Regions from separate parts of the Mus musculus genome. Here all the other regions are linked to region 6. A link is a contact called in public HiChIP or PLAC-seq and promoter capture Hi-C data. All regions are on one chromosome and are shown on one strand. The core of a region is the stretch at or near the end of the contact, and the rest is flanking DNA. Distances in the headings are between cores, read along the strand shown. Region 1 overlaps Mad1l1 (MAD1 mitotic arrest deficient 1-like 1). Region 2 overlaps Mad1l1 (MAD1 mitotic arrest deficient 1-like 1). Region 3 holds the start of Zfand2a (zinc finger, AN1-type domain 2A). Region 4 holds the start of 3110082I17Rik (RIKEN cDNA 3110082I17 gene). Region 5 holds the start of Cyp2w1 (cytochrome P450, family 2, subfamily w, polypeptide 1). Region 6 holds the start of Psmg3 (proteasome (prosome, macropain) assembly chaperone 3). Region 7 holds the start of Mrm2 (mitochondrial rRNA methyltransferase 2).

Evidence for each region. Promoter capture Hi-C pulls out the DNA fragments that hold promoters and counts their contacts. HiChIP or PLAC-seq counts read pairs in DNA pulled down with a chosen protein or histone mark.
Region 1: a contact with region 6 is called in a promoter capture Hi-C map of liver, with 4 times the contacts expected there. The contact joins the enhancer-like site here to the promoter of Psmg3 in region 6. A contact is called at or near these places in 14 of 39 promoter capture datasets (the 3T3-L1 cell line, the C10 cell line, the HPC-7 cell line and 7 more), 1 of 15 datasets of contacts at CTCF or cohesin (large pre-B cells), 17 of 484 Hi-C or Micro-C datasets (the Ba/F3 cell line, the C2C12 cell line, the HL-1 cell line and 14 more), 17 of 115 datasets of contacts at active chromatin or transcription factors (SST interneurons, T-cell acute lymphoblastic leukemia, bone marrow-derived macrophages and 11 more) and 3 of 9 other capture datasets (adipose tissue, embryonic stem cells and liver).
Region 2: a promoter capture Hi-C map of embryonic stem cells shows a contact between it and region 6, with 5 times the contacts expected there. The contact joins the enhancer-like site here to the promoter of Psmg3 in region 6. A contact is called at or near these places in 19 of 39 promoter capture datasets (the 3T3-L1 cell line, the C10 cell line, the HPC-7 cell line and 11 more), 7 of 15 datasets of contacts at CTCF or cohesin (the NIH/3T3 cell line, embryonic stem cells, hippocampal excitatory neurons and 3 more), 131 of 484 Hi-C or Micro-C datasets (the AML12 cell line, the AtT-20 cell line, B cells and 68 more), 25 of 115 datasets of contacts at active chromatin or transcription factors (the 230-238 cell line, the HPC-7 cell line, PVALB interneurons and 17 more) and 4 of 9 other capture datasets (adipose tissue, embryonic stem cells, liver and 1 more).
Region 3: a promoter capture Hi-C map of erythroid cells shows a contact between it and region 6, with 22 times the contacts expected there. The contact joins the promoter of Zfand2a here to the promoter of Psmg3 in region 6. A contact is called at or near these places in 1 of 39 promoter capture datasets (erythroid cells), 3 of 115 datasets of contacts at active chromatin or transcription factors (bone marrow-derived macrophages, memory CD8 T cells and pancreatic cancer cells) and 2 of 9 other capture datasets (adipose tissue and pancreatic islet).
Region 4: a promoter capture Hi-C map of hematopoietic stem and progenitor cells shows a contact between it and region 6. The contact joins the promoter of 3110082I17Rik here to the promoter of Psmg3 in region 6. A contact is called at or near these places in 6 of 39 promoter capture datasets (the 3T3-L1 cell line, the HPC-7 cell line, embryonic stem cells and 2 more).
Region 5: a FOXA1 HiChIP or PLAC-seq map of pancreatic cancer cells shows a contact between it and region 6. The contact joins the promoter of Cyp2w1 here to the promoter of Psmg3 in region 6. A contact is called at or near these places in 1 of 39 promoter capture datasets (erythroid cells) and 1 of 115 datasets of contacts at active chromatin or transcription factors (pancreatic cancer cells).
Region 7: a contact with region 6 is called in a promoter capture Hi-C map of the HPC-7 cell line. The contact joins the promoter of Mrm2 here to the promoter of Psmg3 in region 6. A contact is called at or near these places in 31 of 39 promoter capture datasets (the 3T3-L1 cell line, 3T3-L1-derived adipocytes, the C10 cell line and 20 more), 6 of 15 datasets of contacts at CTCF or cohesin (the G1E-ER4 cell line, the NIH/3T3 cell line, embryonic stem cells and 3 more), 111 of 484 Hi-C or Micro-C datasets (the AtT-20 cell line, B cells, the Ba/F3 cell line and 64 more), 53 of 115 datasets of contacts at active chromatin or transcription factors (the 230-238 cell line, the HPC-7 cell line, the NIH/3T3 cell line and 34 more) and 5 of 9 other capture datasets (adipose tissue, embryonic stem cells, liver and 2 more).

Annotation. Positions count from the first base shown.
Region 1 is chr5:140,200,087-140,203,400 of GRCm38.p6, reverse strand. The region is part of intron 10 of Mad1l1 (MAD1 mitotic arrest deficient 1-like 1); the gene reads left to right. Among named protein-coding and RNA genes, the nearest start is that of Gm16120, 6.3 kb to the left of the region's middle. Within about 2 kb of position 1,605, at least 34 of the 459 cell types and tissues checked have an H3K27ac peak or open chromatin away from gene starts, as enhancers often do. A contact at or near this core is called in the HL-1 cell line, T-cell acute lymphoblastic leukemia, double positive thymocytes and 3 more, where this site is marked.
Region 2 is chr5:140,281,082-140,284,211 of GRCm38.p6, reverse strand. The region is part of intron 9 of Mad1l1 (MAD1 mitotic arrest deficient 1-like 1); the gene reads left to right. Among named protein-coding and RNA genes, the nearest start is that of Mad1l1, 39 kb to the left of the region's middle. Within about 2 kb of position 1,696, at least 48 of the 459 cell types and tissues checked have an H3K27ac peak or open chromatin away from gene starts, as enhancers often do. A contact at or near this core is called in the AtT-20 cell line, DN3 thymocytes, T-cell acute lymphoblastic leukemia and 5 more, where this site is marked.
Region 3 is chr5:139,483,190-139,486,533 of GRCm38.p6, reverse strand. It overlaps Zfand2a (zinc finger, AN1-type domain 2A), which reads left to right and starts at 2,043. Exons shown (of 7, transcript NM_001159908.1): 1 at 2,043-2,257.
Region 4 is chr5:139,458,836-139,461,902 of GRCm38.p6, reverse strand. 3110082I17Rik (RIKEN cDNA 3110082I17 gene) reads left to right here and starts at 1,369. Exons shown (of 5, transcript NM_028469.3): 1 at 1,369-1,434.
Region 5 is chr5:139,350,758-139,353,914 of GRCm38.p6, reverse strand. It overlaps Cyp2w1 (cytochrome P450, family 2, subfamily w, polypeptide 1), which reads right to left and starts at 1,299. Exons shown (of 9, transcript NM_001160265.2): 1 at 1,086-1,299; 2 at 1-75. The coding sequence starts at 1,268.
Region 6 is chr5:139,825,108-139,828,361 of GRCm38.p6, reverse strand. It overlaps Psmg3 (proteasome (prosome, macropain) assembly chaperone 3), which reads left to right and starts at 1,468. Exons shown (of 3, transcript NM_025604.4): 1 at 1,468-1,640; 2 at 1,998-2,234. The coding sequence starts at 2,019.
Region 7 is chr5:140,330,557-140,333,961 of GRCm38.p6, reverse strand. Mrm2 (mitochondrial rRNA methyltransferase 2) reads left to right here and starts at 2,064. Exons shown (of 3, transcript NM_026510.1): 1 at 2,064-2,109; 2 at 2,693-2,982. The coding sequence starts at 2,102. It overlaps Nudt1 (nudix (nucleoside diphosphate linked moiety X)-type motif 1), which reads right to left and starts at 2,102. Exons shown (of 5, transcript NM_008637.2): 1 at 2,007-2,102; 2 at 1,489-1,539.

The DNA of each region.
Region 1 (3,314 bases), core at 356-2,855, 370 kb before region 6:
CCAGAAAAATGTGCAATAATAATTGTAGGTTTTAAGAAATGGAATTGATGGTAGAAATACAGACAGCTATGTGCAATGCTGAGCTCTTAACAAGGGTGCTGGGGAAATGGGCTCCTTCTGAGTTTGTATCAGGCTGCCCCACTGCAGGACCCAGTGCACAGCTGCCACTTGCCTCCTCCTGTATTTGGGATCCTTACCTCTCCTACAGATTCCAGAACTACCTCATGGCTCAGGCTAGACATACCGACATAACCTCCTGAGGTTTGCTCCACATCTGACTGCCCTTAGGGTCCATTGCAAACCTCCTAAGGGTGTGCCAGGAGCATCCTTTCACCAGCAGAGCCTTGCCCTTTGGTAAGGACACGGGGACAGTGTGGAGCATCCTAGCTCTGCCTGCAGACTCAGTAATATAGGTATGGCCACCTCGCCTTGATGCTGGTAGCACTTGTGAGTGCTATGTGCTCAGTGCTGGTGCCTTTGCTGTCTGTGGTGGAAGTTGTTTAGAAATTAAATACCTTCCTAGGGGGTAGCTGGGAATAGACAACAGTGGCCACCTAGGATGTGACATCCACAGGGATGCAGAGCTTATGTCTTACCACATCTCTGGCTGGCGTGTGTGAGGGGAGTGGGGATGGATCTGTCTAACCTGGACTTCTCCCATCTTCTGTTGAATATGTAGCTCTCTGTTGGCTGTTTTTTCCCTGAAGGCCACACCTACCAGAAATAAGCCTGAATCACCCAGAGTCTGGTTGTCAGTCATACTGACTGCCTTGGAAGGTCCTCCTGAGTGGTGACTTAGCCTGTTGTGAGATTCCTGCCAAACAGCCTTCCTACCTAGGGTGGCCCTGAGCACAAGGTTTCTAGGCACTTTCCTTCTGTTTCTTTGTCTTTTGTAAAGTCCCACCTCCTTCTCTTCCATGTCTGCTCACAGGGGGCGTCTTATCAGAGGAGGCTACCTAGCACACTGTTCCTCTTCTGTGTGTCTGTATCTTGGTCTAAGAAATCCTGTCACTTTCAAAGCTCTATTGGCAGACCCTTCCCCAACTCCCTGTCTTACTGTCTGAGAGCATCTGACATCATGATGGTCACTGGAAAAAACGCTCACTGACCACTACAATCTGACTCCCTGTGGCTTTGTTAGGGCTTGCCCTAATTACATGGGTGAGTATTTCCTGGGTTTAGGGATAGGGCCCGGTGCAGACTATAGGGCTAATTTATTGGCCTGTCATCTATTTACTTATCATTTATTGTCCCTGTCATCTATTTCTGGGGCCATAACTCTGTCTCTGGAAGGTCCCTGTTAATTCTTCACTCACTGGACAAGCAGATTTCTGTAATTTTCTTTCAGTTTTTAGAGACTCCCTGGTGGGCTGGGAGGAAGCATGGACATGCTGACCCCTTCTTGCCCAGTGCACATGGTGTAGGGACTGAAGGTGACTGCTCAGATGCCTCCGGTTTGGGGATCCACATTTTGCACATTTCCTCTTAACATAGAGGTAGCGATTGGGAACCTATAGGCACCTGGTGGCTTAGTTCCTGACCTGAGATGTTTTAGGTCAGTGCTGCAGGCTATGCCAGGCATTGTGCCCAGCAGCCAGGAGGGGCAAGCATCTTCTAGTTTTCCTGGTGCACACACAGTGGCTTCGCAGAGGTGACTCAGCGGCTTAGGTCTGCATTGACTCATCCGCAAACTTCAAGGTTGGAAATCATTTGTGTTAGCAGGTTTTGATCTGTGTTCCTCAGCCCTCCAAGGATAAAGAGGTGCTGTAGGTTTGAAGAAAAATTTACTAATTTTTTTTTAGCTTCATGAAAGAGATGAATTACAAAAAATTCACCGTGTACATGGAAATTCCATTATAATCTGTAGGAGACGACCGCTATTGGTACGCGTCAGACTGCTTTGGGCTGTCACCACAAAGGCTCTGAAGTGTCTGTGTGACACCTCTCCTCAAGTGTTACTGAATTGGGGTTCTATTGGTGTGTTTGGGCTTGTCACAGTTGTGCTCTAGTTAGGGCTCCTAATTTGCAAGCTTGTCTTTCCTCAGGGGCCTGCAGCCAGGTGGCTGAGGTTGCAGTGCTGGCAGATGTGCGAGTGAGGAGGGGCTGTCTTTCTGCTTGGCATCTGCTCCTGAGAGTCTCCTCTAATGTCCCTCACCTCATCACAAGTGCCCTCCCCTCCCTGGCCAGGCTCCTCCCAACACTGGCATGTTGGTGATTAGGGCTTCACACTGATCCTCAGTTCTCACAGAGATGTCACCTACTTCAGAAATGCCCTTGGCCATGGAGCCCTAGATGTCCTAGAGCTAGCTCTGTAGTCCAGGCTGGCCTCAAACTCACAGAGATCTGCCTGCCTCTGCCTTTGGGGAATTAACAGCATGTGCCTTCATGCCAGCTTTATATTTTATTGCTTAGACAAGATATCATGTAGCTCAGGCCCACCTTGAATTTGCTACATAGCCAAGAATGATCTTGAATTCTGATCTTCTGTCTCTACCTCCTAAGTGCTAGGATCACGGGTGTATACTACTACACCTGTTTATGCAGTGCCAGGGAACTGCAGGCTAGGCGAGCGAGCATTCTGTCAATGGTGCTGCAGCACCAGCCCTCAGAGGTTTTCAGTGTTTTGTTTTTTAATTTATTTTTTTTTCATTAGGTATTTTCTTCATTTACATTTCAAATGCTATCCGGAAAGTCCCCTATACCCTCCCCCCCCCACCCCCCTACCCACCCACTCCCACTTCTTGGCCCTGGTGTTCCCCTGTACTGAGGCATATAAAGTTTGCAAGACCAAGGGGCCTCTCTTCCCAATGATGGCCGTCTAGGCCATCTTCTGCTACATATTGTTTTGGTTTTAAACATAGAACCTGGGCTTGGCCATGACCGTAGAGACACATGAACACACTGTCTCTGCACCACCTGGCGCTCCAGCACTGGTTTCTATGTGGTGTGGTGAATGCCCTGCAGAACTCACACTTGTGGGGGTTTTGGTTTTCGTTTTTTCCTTCCAGACAGAGTTTCTCTGTGTAATATCCCCCATCCCTGGCTATCCCAGAACTTGCTTTGTAGACCAGGCTGGCTTTAAACTCACAGAGATCCGCCTGCTCTTGCCTCGCAAGCACTGGGATGAAAGGCGTGTGACACCACTGCCCAGCTGTACTTGTGATTTTGAATGAGCGACTTTATTAAGTATATAACAAGTGACTGGACAAGTGACAGATACATGACCCATCCCTAGGGAACAAACATGTAGTTGGGTGTGCACACCGTCCAGCAGACACCACAGCTGGCAGTTTCCATTGAGTTTTCTCTTCCTG
Region 2 (3,130 bases), core at 447-2,946, 460 kb before region 6:
TTGACAATGGGACATAGCGACAGCTGTCAGGATGTCCTGGGAGTCTGGCTTTGGCTGAAGCTTGGCATTTGCAGAGATCATGGTTGGGAGCACTTGTTGAATGGTGCCAGTGGAGCACATGACAAATGTTACACACAGCACTTCTTCATCTTAACACGAGTGCTAGGAAAATCCTGGGATTGCACACCTGGGTACTTGTCTGGAAAATGCAGTGATCTCTCTGCTCATTCTCGAGCCAGAAAAGCCTCTGAATTGCTTTTTTTTTTCTTCCTTATTTTGTTCTTGTCTTTAAAAATAATGTTTTTATTCCATTTATTTATTTAGTATATGGATATGTATGCACACATGTGCTATGATGCAATATGGTGGCCAGAGTGTGGTCTGTGGATGTCAGTTATTTCTTTCTACATGTAGGTTCCACCATGTGGGTGCCAGTACCAAACTCAGGTAGGCAGGCTTGGTCACAGGTTCCTCTCTATCCCCTGATCCATGTCTCTGACCCTGGTTTTGGTTTTTGAGATAGTGTCTTAGGCTAATCTTGAACTTGCTAAGTATCCAGGAATGACTTTGAACTCCTGATTTTTCTGCTCTGCCTCCCCAGTGATGAGATTATAGGTGTCCACCACTATGTCTGCCCAGTTCATGGGGTCTCACTTTCGTGCATGCTCAGCAAGCATTCTGCCAACTGAAATACAGCCCCATTAGGGAAACAGTTTTCACATAGTTCTTCCCTTAAGTGTGGGATCTCAGTTTGGGTAGAGTTGTGGTTGGTTCACTCAGTTCTGTCTATAAGTGAGGAATCTCATGCCAAGTGGAGTTGTGTTCAGGTAGACTCATCAGGCTGGTATTTCATAGGCCAAAGTATGCTTGTACTGGAGGGATGCTAGAGTGAACCAGAGGAGGCCTGTGACCTGCTCTTAGTGTGGATCTGTCTATCCTCAGAGGCTCTGGCTTCCTATGGCCTATGCAAACTGGGGTGTGGGACTTAGGAATGTTTATTCTGTAACTTGTCATTAGAGGTAGTAGTCTGGTAGCAGCCAGGTGACCTGTGTTTGTGGACTGTACACCTGGTACGTGTTCTAGGGCACCCTATTGGATTGGGGCCAGACCTGTTGCGTATTTGCTGGTTTGATGCTGTTGATGGGAACACAGCCTAGGGCAGGAAACAGGTGCCTTTTTAGAGAACCCACAGCCCACTAGTTTGAAGATAGTTCTTGTTCGGATGGTTCTGAGGTTTCTTAGTTGCTTGCTGGATACACCATTCAGGATATCAATGCTGTATAGTAGCTACAGTCTAGCCTGTACCTTGGTAGCTTCTCTACTCTTCCTCATCTGCCTGTGGCTCTTTATGGCCTCTGCCTGATGGTGTGGGACGAGAGGCCCTTGGAGGGACCAGTGACCCAATGTCAGCCAAGTATGCCTGTGTCTTGCTGGGCTGCGTGGCTGCTCCTGAAGCGTGGTGGGCTCTGCTCTTGGTAACCTCCATCCATCTGGCCTGCCACCTGTGCCAGGCAGCTGGCCCGAAGTCTCTGTGGGCTGTTCAGTCCCATGCTGTCACATTTCCTTTCTGCCAGGGGCCGCCATTTTGGAGCATAGCACAGGCACATGTGGCAGGAAGCCCCAGCTGGAGGCTCTCTTACAGACCTGTCTGTAGTACTTTGGCAAGGCCTGCTGGAAGGCTTGCTCCGCCCACCACCTTTGCCCTGCCTCCCAGCTGGATCTGGAACTGCTCCTGGCGTGGAGGCTGCCTGGTGGAGGCTGCCAGGTAGAGCGCAGGCAGCCGTCACTTGGGAGAGGAAACATTTAACTTTTGAGGCAGCAACACAATACCATCTCCTCTGTGGAGGCGGCCGAGGTAGAAGATTAGCAATTAATTCTTTATTACGCGCAAACTCCTCTTCAGTTCTGTGGACCCAAACAGTCCTCCCGCCTCGAGGAGGGCGGCTCCACTCAGTCCATTCCCCAGTGCACCGCTGCTCGGCTGCTCTTGAGCTGATAGGAATTGCTTACGAGTCTTCATGGAAGACATTCAGATCCGCAGTTCTCTGGCTTCCTACTTGCTCCCCCGCCTTTCCCCCTCTTCTCTGGTATAGTTTATTGTGCTTCGGTCTCAGGAGCATCTTGCTGTTTATTGGGATTGCAATTATAGAATACAGGTATCAGCTGCCTTTTAGGCTAGACAAGTTGTAGCACGCTGATTTTCATTTTCTTTAAATTATAGCTTTTTTTTTTTTTATTGAGGAGAGTGCTGTTATTGGTCTTGCCTTTAGTTTGGACCGTTTTATTGTTTACTGTAGCTTGGATGAACTGTTGGAGGCATGTTGGTAGGTGTTGCTTCTCAGTTATCTGCAAATTATGAAGTGTGATGGTTTGGCGTTGAAGGCACTGTGGGCTATAGGTCATTGTTGTAGTCTTAAAAAAAAAAAAAAAAAACCAAACCAACAGCCACCATGACAGTATGAGTAACTGAACCCAGCGATGCTATGTCCAATAAAACTTTACTTTTGGCCTGAGCATGTAGCTCAGTGGTAGAGCCCCTGCCTAGAATCCCCCAATGAAGGGCTGTGGTGTAGCTCAGTAGTAGAGCCCCTGCCTAGAGTCCCCCAATGAGGGGCTGGGGTGTGGCTCAGTGGTAGAGTGCTTGCTTAGCATGTGTGAGGCCCTGGGTTCCTTCTATGGTAGCATAAACAAGCAAAACAATTTGGTTTTCAAAACCACTATCAGTCACTTGGTTTAAAGGCAGCATAGAACCTGTCTCTTCCTTCTTAGTAGCTTAGCTTACTTCCTGATAACTTTCTGCTCTGGTATACCAGGAAGTTTTCTCTTGTCTTGGTCTGCAAGAATCTACCAGCATCTTGTGCCCTTATTTGACAGTGTTGGGCATGTGTTGGGCATGAGCCTAGTACAGGGTGGGGTGGTGTTTCCAAGCTTCAGGTAGTACCTCTCTTGGTTAGAATCTTGACCTTGGTCAAATTGTGCCTCACATAGTAACCTGGAGGTATCTGAAGGACATAGGACTCCCTTGAGGAGATTTTAAGGGACCTAGTCCCTATAAAGTAGCTTCAGGGTTTAGAAACATGGTCACAGAGTCCAATGCCATGGTATGAGCTGAGGGTACAAATAGCAAGGG
Region 3 (3,344 bases), core at 794-3,293, 340 kb after region 6:
CTTTCTCTTCAGGCAGTCACTGGCCAGCTTAATAAAGACTCTCAAATTCCAACTCTGGTTTTGTCAAATGGTTCTGGGGGTGGGGGGCTGTCTTTGGCCAACCATGACCAAAAGCAACTCTTACACTTCAGGGAACAGTCTATCATTGAGGCAGTCACAGAAGGAACTCAAACAGGGAAAGAATCTGGAGGCAGTAACTGAAGCAGAAGCTGTGGAGGACCACTACATACTAGCTTGCTCCTCCTCCTCCTCCTTTTTTTTTTTGAGATGGTCTTTCTACGTAGCCCTGGATGTCCTGGAACTTGCTATGTAATGTTGGCTAGGGGGCTGGAGAGATGGCTCAGGGGTTAAGAGCACTGACTATTATTATTATTTTTTCTTTTGGTTCTTTTGAGACAGGGTCTCTGTATAGCCCTGGCTGTCCTGGAGCTCACTTTGTAGACCAGGCTAGCCTCGAACTCAGTAATCCGCCTGCCTCTGCCTCCCGAGTGCTGGTATTAAAGGCGTGCGCTACCACGCCCGGCCGGCACTGACTATTCTTCCAGAGGTCCTGAGTTCAATTCCCAGCAACTGCATGGTGGCTCACAGCCATCTGTAGTGGGATCCGATGCACTCCTCTGATATGTATCTGAAGACAACTACAGTGTACTCATGTAAATAAATCTTTTTTAAAAAACAAAGCAAAAAGTAATGTTGGCCAAGCTGGACAAGAACTAGGAGAGCCACCTGCCTCTGCTTCCCACATGCTGCGATTATAGGTGTACACATCCAACTGGCCTGATTTTTACTTTCTTATAGCACCTAGGATAATCAGCCTAGGGGTGGTACTACTCGCAAGGAGCTCAGCCCTTCCATATTAATGACTAACTTAAAAGTACTTCCTAGGCCAATCTTATAGAGGTTATTTCCTGAACTGTGGTCTCCTCTTCTCAGTTTATGTCAGATTGAGAAATAAATAAATAATTAATTAAAAACATAAATAATCAGGACAGAGCAGTAGTATTCTGGGTCTATTAGCCTAGCCCACAGATCTTTGGTATTCTCGAGCTTGGGTCAGCAACACTTGAACATCTTTCTTTCTTTTTTTTTTTTTTTTTTGGTTTTTTTCGAGACAGGGTTTCTCTGTGTAGCCCTGGCTGTCCTGGAACTCACTTTGTAGACCAGGCTGGCCTCAAACTCAGAAATCCGCCTGCCTCTGCCTCCCGAGTGCTGGGATTAAAGGCATGCGCCACCACCGCCCGGCTTGAACATCTTTCTTTCTTTCTTTCTTCTTCTTCTTTTTTTTCTTTTTTTTTTTTTAAGATTTATTTATTTATTTATTTATTTAAAGTACACTGTAGCTGTCCTCAGACACTCCAGAAGACGGAGTCAGATCTCATTACGGATGGTTGTGAGCCACCATGTGGTTGCTGGGATTTGAACTCCTGACCTTCGGAAGAGCAGTCGGGTGCTCTTACCCACCGAGCCATCTCACCAGCCCTGAACATCTTTCTTAAATCACATGCATAGTCCGTGCTCCAGCAACTCTGGTAACAGAGATACAGGCATTTTGGGTATCATCTTGTAATTCTTCTGTAGACTGGACCTCACTTTTCCAAGGCATGTTTGTTCAGATGACCTGTCCCTGGCGTTCTGCCTCCCCGAGTCCTGGGATCCTTACAGCTTCACAAATGGGCCATCAATCTGTGCATACCGCGATCCCAGCCCTCAGGGAACTCCTACTGAGACACAGGATTCTCACGTCCGGCCGGGTCCTGTCTCAGGCTCTCAGGTACAGGCAAGCCTGTCACCTCACCCAGAGCTGCCTCACCACGACTCAGCCTAAGCTAGAGATGTTGCCTGACTGTTCTAGAAAATAGGCGGGGGGATAGGGAGGGACGAAAAGGCCGTAGAACTGCTGGATTGGTGACATGTAAGTGACGTCATCACGGCGCCCAGCCCTCTGGGGGTCATAACACGAAGGAATTGGCTGGCCTTCGATGACATTTTGGGCGCGCTGGCGGGCCGACTCTAGATGTTAGGGGATTGGTTGGTGTTGGTGTGGCGTCATCAGAGCGCGCCGGGAACGCCCAGGATGTATGACTCTGGATCTGTCGGCTGGGGATAAATGGCCCAGGCTGCTGCAGGGGCAATGCTACGCTTTCCGGCCTTGAGAGAAGTCGGGCGCTTCGCGGCGATTGGAGCTGCAGTTTCTACTGCGGTGTCACCGGGATAACCACAAAGGGCACCGCTTGTCTGTCTCCGCCTCTGACTACCCGTGAGTGCCAGGTACCGGTGTGGTTGCGGGCCGCTGGGGCCCGGGGAGCTGGTGAACTAGGGGCTGGCGTCTCCGCGCTGTGATTTCTCGTGGCCTGGCCATCAAGGAGTTACTGTCTCAGCACAGTGACATCTCACATCCCCAGGTCAACTGCCCTGAGCCATTGTCGCGGCAGCCAGGCATAGTGGTTGTTGCAGGCCTGTAGTCTCAGCGCTGGGGAGTTGAGTTATTAGATCACAAGCTCCAGGCTAACCTGAGCTAAGTAGTGAGACACACTTTCATGAAACAGTCTACTAGCAGGGCATGGTGGCTCGTGCCTTTAATCCCTGCACTCCAGAGGCAGAGACAGGCGGATCTCCGAGTTGATAGCCAAAGTGATCTACAAAACGGGTTAAGGGACAGCCAGCACTACAAAATAGCGTCTGTCCTAGGCCCCCGGCCCCCTGTTTAAAAAAGGGGGGGGGGAGAAAAGAAACAGTCGGTGGTCATTTGGTAATACGTCACGTGCTGCTTGCTTTGAACAAAAACATTTCATAATGCGGATTCTGTTGTGCACGACTTAAAAGGTTTCCTCCCCGACAGGAATGAGATCCACCCTAACCACTAAATGCAGTAGGAAAGGAAGGGGGAAGGGTGGGAAGTGAATTGGCTTAGAGGTGTTAGAGGTGACGTTTGAGGAAGTGACACTGTAGACTGGTCCTTGACAAGTCAAATAGATGTCTTCTGAAGCCTGAGAGTTCTCAACAAGGAGTAGATAAGAAGTTCCCAGCAGAGAAAGTAATAGAAAGATGTGAAAAGCTCTTTGGGGACTTGACCTGTGGAAAGTGCAAGAGTTTCGAGTCATTTGATAGGTGACAGGACTTGGAGGAGACTTTGCTTCAAGCCTGGTCTCCGGGATGCCAGCCTCTCTGCTTGTCTGTTTCTTGTGGTTAATTAAAGTGCCGCTTGCCTTGATCGGCCCTGGCCTGATGTCATTATGGCGTGTGCACAAAGTAAAACTGAAGGCATGAGGGAGGGAGAGGCAAGGGACAGCCTACTCTGGGGAGCATAGTCAACTGATGCCACTTAGCACCTGGCACCGAATCTT
Region 4 (3,067 bases), core at 120-2,619, 370 kb after region 6:
CAGCCTGTTAGAGGCTTCAACAAAACTCAGGTGAGGGAGTCTGTCTTTTCTCATTGCTTGATAATTCCCCTCTCTCTATTCTGCATCACAAGGAATTTACTGTCTCCTCTTAGTTGGCTAGCAGCATCAGCAATAAATCACACCCACTCCATCTGTAATTTTGTCATTTTGAAGCAGGGTCTCACTAAGCCTTGGCTAACCTGGAACACACTATGTAGACCAGGCTGGCCTCACACTTGTAGAGATCCACTTGCCTCTGACCCAATGCTGGAATTAAAGGCTGTTGTGGGGTACTCTGAAGAGAAGACTGCTAGACATGGTTTAAGCCAATAGAAAATCTTTATTAGCTGTCCAGCAACTACACTGGGTGATGGAATCCTAGTGTAGCACTGAGCCTTTTTCCAGGTGATTTTTTAAGCACTAAAACCATGTTCCGAGTTGACACACAGTTAAAAAGAAGAGTAAACCAGAAGTGGAACTAGAGAGGCTGGAAAGCAAGGTTAGTGTGTGTTGAGACTTTCCCAGCACTATATGGACTCTGATGGACTAGGCCCTTGTTTTAGTTTGGGCAGGTGGTGCTGTCTATGTGCTGCTAAGTTTTACAGCCTCATGGTACTTCCAATGTGGAGTCAGTGTGCTAAGGTCTGGTGGCCTACTAAGGTCTATGGCCCTGTTACAAGGCCAGTGACAGCTATGCCAGACCCTTTACATTACTTCTTCACTACTTTGTGTGTGTGTGTGTACACATACATATATTATGAAATGTACATATTTACTTATTTAGTGTGTGTGTGTTTAGAGGTCAGAAGACAGCTTGTGGGAATTGATTTTCCTTCCGATTTATGGATCCTGGACATCAAACTAACGTTACCAAGCTTTACAATAAACACTTTTACCGTCGGAGGCATCTCACTGGCCTTTATGAATCTCGAGAAGACCCCGAGTTTCTGATCCTCCTCCCTCTATCTCTTTGGTGCTGGGATTATAGGCTACAACAGGGTCCGACTTTGAACTCCCTACACAGCGGAGGATAGCCTTGAACTCCTAATCCTTCTTCCTAGCTTCCCTAGGGCTGGGACGAAAGGCGTGCACCTCCAAGCCCGGCACCCCTCGGATATTCTAACTTTACCTGCTGGAATTCTCTGAGAGGTGTTCTATCTGTTCAGCCCAGCACCAGCGGCCAGAATTCGGCCGCACGTGCCCACGCCACCAGGTGTTGCCCTGGCAACTGACTGCGCTCTCAGCTCAGAGAGATGACGCCAATATCCTGCGCCAGGGCTGCGCCCTCCCATGCGGCGGCCATTGGCTGGCTGGAAGATGGACGCCTTCCCGATCCAATGGATAGCGCTGATCTTCTGAGGGCGGGACGGCGCGGAACCTGCTGAGCTGGTGGTGGAGGCGCGTGGCAGAGGTGTGCGAGAGTGGGAGCTGCAGGTGCGTGCTGGGTAGGGTGGGGTGACGGGGGGTTGTCGCATCCGCCCGGGGAGACGCGGTCCTGGGCCGGGCTGTGCGTCTCTGCGCAGCTCTCCACGTGGATTTCCAGAGATCTATTCAACCACCCACCTACCCATTTACCCCTGTTGATACAGGCGACCACTTAGCCATTCGTCCACTCCTCCGTCTACTTAAACGTCCATCCACTCCTCTACCCAATTATCCATCCGTCCACCCACCTATTCATCCAGGCACCCACCCATCCATTCATCTATATCCTTCATCCACCCACCCACTTATTCATGCACCCAACAGTCCTTCCATGTATCCATTCTTACAAGTTGGGTGTGGTGGTACACAGCTGTGGTCTCAGTATCCTGAAGGCTGGGACTGAAAAAAATTGCCGCTAGCTCGGTCTAGCCATGTCTTCTAAATGAGACTCCGTTCAAAAAAAAAAAAAAAAAAAAAAAGATTCTTTGGGTTCCTTTTCTGTATCGGTGTCACTCAAGGCTCTGGGAAGAAACGGGGGCCAGAATAAGAATCCCAGATCTAGGGAGCCCAGGTTTTTGACTGTAGAAGATCTCTTACTAATGGTCTTAGGTACCATGGAGATAATTTAAGGGAGTCTTGTTCCTTCTTTGAGCTTGCTGAGGCATAGTCTTTCTGGTTTCTGCTGCTGCACTGTGTACCCCAGGCTTACCCCCCTGTCTCTGCCTTCCATCTCACCATAGGAGAGACGAGACGACAGATTCACACACTGCATCCAGCTTTTTATGTAAGTCCCAGGAATCGAACTCATATTATCAGGCTTGTTCGGCAGGTGCTTTTACCCACTGAGAACTCCTAGCCCTCTGTCTTCTTATTTCCTTGCTGCATGAAGCAGCAGTCAGTGCCTCTGGATTTCATTTCCTAAAGGACTAGTGACATTGGGCATCTTTTCATGTTCTTCACTGTTTGTTCAAGACCTTTGCCCATTCTAGAGTTTGCAGTGTGTGTGTGTGCCAGAGGTCAACTTTAGGTGGTCCCCAGCAGCCATCTACCTTGTATGTGACAGTGGACTCGACAGGCTAGGCAGGGACGGAACTCAGGTCTTCAGGCTTAGTGGCAAGCGCCTTTACCTGCTGAACCATATTGCTTTCTCCCCCTCCCCCACCACTTCTTTTGTTTGGTTTTTGTTTTGTTTTTTGAGAGAAGGTTTCTCTGTATAGCAAGCCCTGGCTGTCCTAGACTCCCTTTGTATACCAGGCTGGCTTCGAACTCACAGAGATCTTCCCACCTCCGCCTCTAGAGCTCTGGGATTAAAGGTGTGCACCACCCCACCTGGTGCCCAAATTCTTTTATTGTATAATTGCCAGAGTTATTCTGTGGTGGTGGCCATGCATGCCTTTAATCCCTAGAGGCAAAGGCAAGTGGATCTCTGTGAGTTTGAGACCAGTGTGCTCTACAGAGGGAGTTCCACAACAGCCAGGTTATGGAGAAACCCTGTCTTGAAAAGCAGAAAAACAAAAAGAGTTCTTCTCAGGCTCCACCACATGCAGATTTCCTGCCTGTAATGTGTGAGACAAGCACTGCTCTGAGTTGTCTTTACTTTCTTGCTGGCACTGTTCCCTGGGAGAAGCTTTTAAATTTTGTT
Region 5 (3,157 bases), core at 50-2,549, 470 kb after region 6:
CTCATAGCCCGACAGCACCACGGTCTTCTGAGATCCCAGATGGATTGTGAACATGGGCCCGTAGCGTTCTGAGAGCTGGTGGGGACAGACAGGTGTCAGACAGGCAGCCTCCACCCACCCTCTAAGAGTTACATACAGCCGTACTGTATGTAGGCTGGAAGCTTAAGAGCTGGAGAGAACCCCAAGAGCCCCTCCAGTCTCCCCAGGAGGGGGCGCTGTTCAAATGTTCAAACTTCCATCACCCCACTTCAAAGAGAAACCGTTGAAAAAAAATGAGAAAGCTAGAGTGGAATTTGTGGGTCTCACCCAGAGCCATGGCTGGATCTGCCTGATCTCTGCTCCTCAGACTGGGCCCCGAGGTAGGGCCTGAGCCTCTGAACCTAGTGCCGGCAGCCACGTCGGAGTCTAGCCTGACCCACCCTAGGAAAGGTGTGGCAGAGCCACTTCAAGCTAGCTCTGCAGTTGTGTGGACTTCTCTGCAAACAAGAGTCCCCAGACAAAATTCAAGGACCTCCACCCTACTGAGCCAGTTAACCCTGGCCAGTGGCGGTGCAGCCAGCTTACCTTCATGTCTGAGTTCTAGGGAGAAGCCGTACCTAGCTAATACCCTACCCAGACAAGGGCACTGCTGCCCTGCCACATTTCCAACACTTCTAGACACACCTGCCAGTCTCTTCCTCATTGTTCCAGAGCCCACCCTGCTCACCAATCCTGAGCCCTGACCCTTGGCTGCTGTCCTGTCCCATCTATCTATCTATCTATCTATCTATCTATCTATCTATCTACCTACCTACCTACCTACCTACCTACGTATCTATCTATCTATCTATCTATCTATCTATCTATCTATCTATCTATCTATCTATCTATCTTTTATTTGCAATTCTGGGATAGAACCAGGCTCTTGTGAATGCTAAGCAAACACACTACAATGAGCTATCTCCCTAGCCTAGGCCACTCTTGCTTCCAACATCTGCTCTCTGGGACAAGCCTCTGGCATCCTGAATCCCCCCTGGCTTCCCTTGTCAGTGCTGGGACACAGACACCATGTGAGCTGTGAGATGAAATAGGGTCGCCCACCCTACCTCCATCAGTGCCCGGTCTTGTTGGGTCACACCCAGCAAATGCAGGTTCCCCAGGAACGGCAGAGGGCGAGGCCCAGGGGGCCACCGAGGAGCCAGGGAGGGGCTCCGGGTGCAGCCCTGGAGCAGTCCCCACAGCCCCAGAAGTAGCAAGATCCCCCAGACACCCAGGAGCAGCAGAGCCATGTGAACAGCTGGATGGCAAATCCTCAGCTCTCCAGGGGCCCAGTGAGCCCTCTGCCTTATAGCCATCCTCCCCAGGGCGTGCCGGCACCCCACCCACCCCACCACCCCGAGAATGTGGAATGAGCAGTTTGCAGGAGACAGCCCAACAGGAGGCTTAAAGCTACAGGTTATGTGGAATGTGGGGTCTCCTCTGTGGCAGGGGGCCTGGGTTGGGGGCTGAAAGGACCTCTGTCGGCAGTACAGAGCCAAGACGTTTTGGTCACAGGTTATCCAAGCCTGGGCCAGGCGAGGTCAGGCTTCCAAGATACCTACATCCATCCCTCCATGTCTCCTCAGGTTCCAGTGTCACAGTCAGAGCCATGTCTATTCTGTCCCCCACTTTGGGAACCAATAGTTCTCCGTGGCCTCCCGTCAAAGTAGAACTTACGGGACTCTGAGACTAGACCCTCATCCTGAAAGAAAGGATGAGGGTCCCCTGTGTCCTCAGGACCCTAGTGCCCAGCAGGTACACTGAATGCCCTGTGCAGCCATCAAGGACCTCTCTCACCACAAGGACCTCAAAGCTCATAGCCTTCAGAAGCAGTGAGTGTCTGCTGAAGCTGAGGGAGCTCTCACCCCAGCAGCCTGGAGTAAGGGGCACAACCACCCAGACACTGAGGGGCCATCCCATTTAGGAGACCGTGAACAGACCCAGCAGGTGGCTGGGTTTACAGCCCTAGCTGTCTGGGCTCTAATCCTGTCTCTTAAACCCTGGAGGCCTCACTGGGGAGGAGGTGCCTCTGTGAGAAAGGGCTCTGCGGGCGGGTGGCTCTTGGCACCAGAAGTAGCTGGGTTGCTTCCCCGCAGCCTGCCTCAACATGAGGCACCTGGAGTCCTACCCCCCAAGCAGGGCCCCTCACCACGGGGCCTATTCCCTGGGGTGTTATCCACGCCCTGCACAAATGCTGAGCTGAGGAAGGCGCAGAAGCCATCCGCAGTCCTTACAGCCAGGTCTTGTCTGTGGAGAGAAGCCCAGCCTAGACTGCATTCACCCTAGCACCTCTCTTCCCTGCAACAGCGTGAGCCTGGGCTGCGACAGCTCCCTGTCGCTACTGTGGATGTCTGGGTCATGTTTCAACCAACTGCCACCAAGGCCACTTACAGAATATCCAAGCTAGGGCCCCTACCCAGACAGGAAAATCTACATAATCGCTGCAAGAAATCCTTATTGAGCAGTTGCTATGTGCCAGACTTGGCCAGGAGCGAGGGCTATGGAAATCAGAGGCAGAGGGACCAACAGGACTCTGATGTCACAATCCCAGGGGAGGATTGGTGTGGCTCCGTTTGCTTGTATTGGAAAGGAGGAAGTCAAGGCAGATGGTGTGCTGTGGTGTCTGCACGGTAGCTGGTGAGCTGAGATTTGCCTGGCCATCAGGGACAATGAATGGGATGTGGAGGTAGGTGTAGAAAAGCCAGGCAGGGTGGGACAGGAGACTGTCAGGATGATCAGGGCTGGAGTCTGCAGCCCCTCCGGGAGCAGGCACGAACTCCCATGCCAGCATGAGAGTCCCCATGGCTTCAGCGAAGACCCCAGAGTTGCCTGGGTGAGTTAAGTGTTCTGGTGTCCAGGCATCTCTGGACAACTTCCCCCGCAGTGTCCATGCTTCTGCATGGCTGGCTGGTGTGGCCCAAATCCTCCTGCTTCTGCCTCCCAGGGCTGGGATCGCAGGCAACACCACTCAGCTACCTTGGGAGTTATTTTGGGGAAGGAATTTTGCTGTTTGTTGTTATGGTGGTGGTGGTCTTGATACAGGGTCTTGTGTAGCTCATGCTGGCTTTGAACTCCTGCTCCTCCAGCCTCTCCTTCCCTAGGGCTTAGATTACTAGTATGCACCATGAACAGTTGAAAA
Region 6 (3,254 bases), core at 219-2,718:
AAATAAGAGAGAGTGGGGAGAAGGAGAGAAAAGAACAAAAGAAAGAAGAAGGGTAGAAGGGGCCTGAGGAAACTGACCTCTGACCTTCATACATATGTATACACACACACACACACACACACACACACACAGGAACCCACACACAAAAGAGTGAGTTTATGTTATTCTTGAAAGTAGATGAAACCGAAGATAATCGTGTTAAGCAAATTATGCCAGTCTCAGAAAGACAGACACCATATGTTTTCTCTGACTGGTGGGGCCTAGATTTTACATAGTCACACTGAACCGTGTGTGTGTGTGTGTGTGTGTGTGTGTGTGTGTGTGTGTGTGTGGTGTACATTTAAGAAAACAAACAGGAAGGAGGGGAGAAAAGGGAAGATAGAGGGAAGGGGGATATGCTCAATTTACAGTCTATAATTTTAAGAAAAAAGTGCTTTGATTTAACAGGTCACCATTAAGAGCACCACTTGTTGCTCTTGCTGAGGACCAGGTTCAGTTCCCATCACCTACATGGCAGCACATAACTGTCTGTAACTCCAAATCTAGGAAACACAACACCCTCTTCTGGCCTCTGTGGGTACTGCATGCACATGACACCATATACAGGAAGGCAAAAATACTCATGCAAATAAATAAACAAACAAACAAATACTGTTTAATTCTTTTAAGTATTCTGCAAGATGAACAATAATTAGTGTAAATGAGACTTGCTCCTCGATACCCACAAGAAAAAAGGAAAAAAATGAAAGAAAGAGGGAAGGAGAAAAAAATGATGGTTGGGATTTGGCTCAGTTTGTGAATGCTTGCGTAGCATACATAAACTCCTGGATGTTATCCCCACACCAGCAAACCATGTGTGGGGTGTGTTCCTGTCATCCCTGCACTTGGAAGGAGAATCAGGAGTTCAATATTTTCCTTGATCAACCTAGGGTACTTGTGACCCTGTCTCAAAAAACAGAAGAGGAGGGGGAGGAGGAGAAGAGGAAAAGAAGGAGGAGGAGGAGGAGGAGGAGGAGGAGGAGGAGGAGGAGGAGGAGGAGGAGGAGGAGGAGGAGGAGGAAATAATCCTAGAACTCGGGAGGATATGTGAGTTTGAGGCCAGCCTGGTCGACATAGTGAGTTCCAGGACAACTAGGGCTACACGGAGATACCGTGACTAAAAGAGGCAAAACTGACAGACAAACAGACGAAACAAGTTACTGTATATTAAGTGTGCCTTAGCCAAAGCCAGGTACACACCAAGTGAAAACAAATATTAAAATATTAATAATATTAAAACAAATATTATTTTGTGTCCACAGCTAGGACACAAAGCTCCCTACACAGGTGGTCAAGCACCGCCACCGAGATCCTGGAGCTCGGAGAGGCACACTGTCCCTTTAACACGAAGCCTGGACGGCTCCTTTGCAGCACGGAACCTTAGGCCCTGGGACTGCCGTGGCCTACGGACCTTAGGCCCAACGGACAGGAACCGGAAGTTCTCGCCGGGACTTCTGCTAAACCATTGCTGGCTTAGTTGCTCCCTGAAACCGCTTTCTGGCGCTGCTGGTGGGGTGAGCGCTGGTTGCCGAGGGTTTCGGTCCCAACTGCTGTCAGTAGTGATCCAGCCATCCCCAGTCCTGCGCCGTCGGGGCTCCCCGGTGAGCTCGGCCGTTTTCCTCATCCCTGATAATCTGGAAGTGGGACAGCTAGTCGCGGGGATGGCGGTCATCGCAAGCAGTGCGGCGGGACAAAGACGCTCACAAAAGCCCGCACGAGCATGCGCGCACTCGCTTTTGGGTTGGGGCGTGGTATTGATAACAGGGTCTCCCCCATGTAGCTCAGGCTGGCCTCGAACTGGGACTTCTCCAGCCTCAGCGTCCCCTGTCCTGGGATGGCAGACATGTGCCACCACGTGCAGCTTGGAATGGGCCGCTTGTCATTTCTGCTGTCGAGCTCCAGGTTGTGTCCGATTCTGATTGCTCCATCCCTTGTTTTCTTTTCTTTTAAAACTAAAGCCTCCGCTGAAGAACGGGACCATGGAAGACAAACCACTGGTAGTATCTAAACAGAAGACAGAAGTGGTGTGCGGTGTGCCCACCCAGGTGGTCTGCACGGCCTTCAGCAGCCACATCCTAGTTGTGGTGACCCAGTTCGGGAAGATGGGTACGCTAGTGTCCTTGGAGCCCAGCAATGTGGCCAATGACATCAGCAAGCCAGTGCTCACCACGAGAGTCCTCCTCGGGCAGGACGAGGTAATGGGAGTTGAGAGCATCTTTTTTTCTGCTGTCATTTGTCCATAGGGATATGGGGTGCCTGATAGGCACAACTCCATACGTACCCAAACTATGCGCAGTGAGCATTTTCCAGGGCCATTCTGGACTGAGGGTGTCCTGGCTGGCTCGAGTGATGCTTTTCCCAGCGTGTTAGCATTTTACTCAACACTCGGGGAGGGATTGATTTTTATGACATAGCCATTTCCTCAGTTTGACCCTGTCCTGATGGCTCTATGTTTATGTCTGCTTCTTGAGTCTTGACAACAGTTCCCTTTGCAGGCCTGTCTGTCTTGATTAGGAGTAACCAGAGAGACGGTAGGCAGAGGTACCAAGGAAAAGTCTTAATACTGCCTCCTGGGCAGTTCCCTCTGTCTGCTTTATGCAGTCCACGTGGTGCTCTGAATCACTGTTGTCCTAGCTTAGGGGGTTTGGGGAAAGCGTGAGACGCTGGCCTAGGTCTCTTAAGGAAAGCATTAGGAGCAGACAGTGTTTGTCCCCAGTGTGACTATACACACCTGTAATCCTTTCAGGGGGAGGCTGCGGCAGAAAAATTGCTACAAGTTTGTGATCAGACTGAGCTGAGGCCAGCTAAGGGATAGACCTTATTCTCCCTGCATAAGCAAAAAAGAAGGAGAAGAAATAAAGCAAACTACTGGTTATGGTGACATGCTGGCTGCTGTAGTCCCAGCACTTGGGAGGTGGGATCAGGAGAATCAGGGTTCAGTTTCATTCCCATAAGGCTTGCTTGGGCTACATGACACCCTCTGTTAGAAAGGCAGGGAGCATTGAGTTGGCTCAGGGGCTAAAGGGTATGCAAGCCTGATAGTCTGAGTACAGTCTCACAATCCCACAGTGGACAGAGAAAGCTGACTGCTACAAGTTGTATTCTTTTATATGTGTGTGTATATGTGTATATATATCATAAATATAATATATATAATATTATATATGATATGTTTATTATATTCTATATAGATACATAAAGATATCTATATAAAA
Region 7 (3,405 bases), core at 815-3,314, 510 kb before region 6:
AAAGGAACTTGAACAAGGGCTGGAGAGATGGCAGTGGTTAGGAGGACTAGCTGCTCTTGCAGAGGACTGTGGTTCCATTTCTAGCATCCACATGGTGGCTCACGACTGTCTAACTCTGTTCTGATGCCCTCTTCTGGCGTCTTTGGGTACCAGGCACACATATAGTATAAATGTTAACAAAACTCCTGTATTCCAGCTGGAGAGATGGCTGCTCAGTGGTTAAGAGCACTGGCTGCTCCTCCAGGGGCACCAAGTTCAATTCCCAGCAACCACATGGTGGCTTGCAATTGTCTGTAATTCTAGCTCCTGGGGATATGGCCCCCTACACAAACATACATGGAGGCAAAGCATCAATGAACATAAAAAATAAATATTTTTTAAAAGCTATACACCACCTCTGGATGGTTTTTTAAAATATTTATTTGTTTGTTTGTTTGTTTATTATATACACTGTAGCTGTCTTCAGACACTCCAGAAGAGGGCATCAGATCTCATTACGGATGGTTGTGAGCCACCATGTGGTTGCTGGGATTTGAACTCAGGACCTTTGGAAGAGCAGTCAGCGCTCCTAACCGCTGAGCCATCTCACCAGCCCCCCAAAATAAATATTTTTAAAACCCTATACGTTCTCGAATAAAAAAATCCAACAACCCTATATGTGCACAATATAAGTTAAAATTTAAAAACAGAATAAGAAGAAAGGGAAAGAAAAGGGACCCGGAAGCTTAGGCCTGGTGCTGAGGTAAGTCAGGAGAAGAAGTGGGCTTAGCATTGGCCTGTGTTCTGACTTGCCTGTGCCTGAGCCTCTGGCTTCCTGACTCAGCAAAGTCAGCCATCTCTTATTAAGCACCGGCTGTATACAGCTGTCTTTCATAGCCACAGGATATCCACAGGATATCTTTCATATCCACAGATACCAGGATACCTTACCCTTCCATGGATACTGGGATTAAAGTATGATGAAATCACTTCTTTGAAATGGCATATTTGCCTGTAACTTACAGACATCCTCCGGCCCACTTTACATGCAAACTATGTAAATTGTTTTCATGTAGGGAGTGATGACAAATGTCCTCACATTCCATACAGATGAGTGATTTGTTTTGCAAGGATTTTAAACGAGACAGAGTTGTGCCATGTTCTCCATTCTGGACTTAAACTCACAATCTTCCCGCTCAACCACCTGAGTGTAGAATGACAGGCGTGCACCAGCGTGCTCAGCTCCTTGTCTCAGTGAAATGAGCAGTGAGGACATAGATTGGAATCAGGTAGAATGGGTGTGGCTATGGCTCTGTTGATTGGCATTGCTTCAAACAGAGTCCCCATACTGTTTCCCTTTGCAATGGAAATGGGAGTGGGTGGGTAGGGGAGTGGGGGGGAGGGTATGAGGGACTTTTGGGATAGCATTGGAAATGTAAATGAGGAAAATACCTAATAAAAAAAGTAAAAAAAAAAAAAAAAAGACTAAGAACAGAGTTTAAGACTTACTTTCTTCGTTTCTGAGGCGAAAACTAGTGCTCCGAGGTCAAATGGCAGAGCCTAGAAGCAAACAAGGGTGTCCTGGTAGCTGTGATAGGTGGTAAATCGGATGTGTGTCAGGGAACTTTGGACAACCTTTGGTCTGAATTGAGGTCAAGTGTTGCAGGTGTTGGAGACAATGCACATGGAGTGCAGAGCCCAGAACCTGCCTGCAGGGGGCACTCTGCAAATGCCGTTCCCTAGCCTCCCCTCCCAGGGGCTATGGCCGGTACAGACAGGCTGCAAACTGCCCATGCATCAGCTTACCGCCCAGGTCCCCTCTCCCTCTCATTTCTGCTCCCTACTCTCTGTAGTTTCCCTGGTCTTCCCGACCTCAGGCCTGCCCAGTACCCCAGTTTTCCTGGTGGGTTTGAAGCTGCTCTCTAGTCCTTCTACCCCTTCTCTCCCCAGATTTTCCCTGGCACCCCACTCCCGACCTCCAGCGTCTCTCCCGCACCCAGATCTCATTCGCCCGGGACCATCCATACCTTCGCGCCCCAGCCAAAGTTTCCCGGGGCGGAGCCTCGCGTTGGAAGCGAGGGCGGGACTTCCGGCGGCGGGAGGAAACCACCAGCAAGCAGCAATGGCCGGGTGAGTGAGTTACGGCGTCTGCCTGCGCTAAAAGGACGTCTTTGCATACAGGAACGGAGTGGATGACAGTAGTAGGGAGCTCAGTGAATTGTGTTGCAGAGGGGTGCTGGCGACCTCCGTCCCGGGGAGCGGGACACGGGTGTACGATGTTTATTCATGTACAGACGTGAGTGAGTGAGGCTTGCAACATAGAAATAGGTGTATGGGCTCCGTGGATAAAGCTGTGCATTCGGGAGGATTGGGGTTCGGATCCCCAGAGCCTACAAAATACTGGACATGTGTGCTGACCAAATGTAACCCCAGTGCTGGGGAGGCAGAGAAAAGGGGTCCCTGGAGAAAGCTGGCGAGATAGACTGGCAGGTTGGCGACCTTACATCAATACATAAGGTAGAGAGCAAGCGAAGGGGACGTCCCTTCTCTACTTTGGACCCCCATACACAGGCAGACACATGTGCACATACATGCTAATACACATGCGTGCATGCATATCGCACATACATATGCAGAAACAAAAAGGTTGAACCAAGACTTTCTTGCCTCTCTGTGTAATGCCCACCCGCTAACTCTTTTTTCGTCATTTCAGGCATCTGAAGCTGGTAGGCGTTCCCCTTAAGGTTCGGAGGTTACACACAGCAGTGTGTCACTACAGGGGCCGGACCGGCGCTGAGCACCTGTGGCTCACGCGGCATCTAAAGGATCCGTTTGTGAAGGCCGCAAAGGTGGAGAGTTACCGCTGCCGCAGTGCCTTCAAACTCCTGGAGATGAATGAGAAGCATCAGATCCTGAGGCCCGGTCTCCGGGTGCTGGACTGCGGGGCAGCTCCGGGAGCCTGGAGTCAGGTGGCAGTGCAGCGCGTCAATGCCACAGGCGCAGGTGGGACCTGCTGGACTCCCAGCTCCTCTGACTACTGCTAGTGAGCAGCTCTTACCTAGAGACATTGTTTGAGGCTCTTTCTAAGTAGGTTTAGAGATGAGAGTTACAGAAATACGACACAGGCTGGGTACAGGACACAGCTGCTAAGTAAAGTCAGGCCCCGCAGGCCTACGAGGTGGAGGCAGGATTAGAAGTTCAGGGTCATCCCAGCTACATGGTATGTCTGTACTAGAGAAAAAAAAAAGGGCAGAGGTAGGGGGTTGGGAAGGGAGCACAGGGTGGTGGTGATGCTATGAAGATGGGTTAGTCAGCAGTGGTTCTCACTCTGGGCTGTGACCCACTGGCTTGGTGGTTGAATGGTGCATGCCGGTAAGGCTGACAAGCTTGAGTTCTCGCCCCAGGATTTACACTGTGGACGGGAGA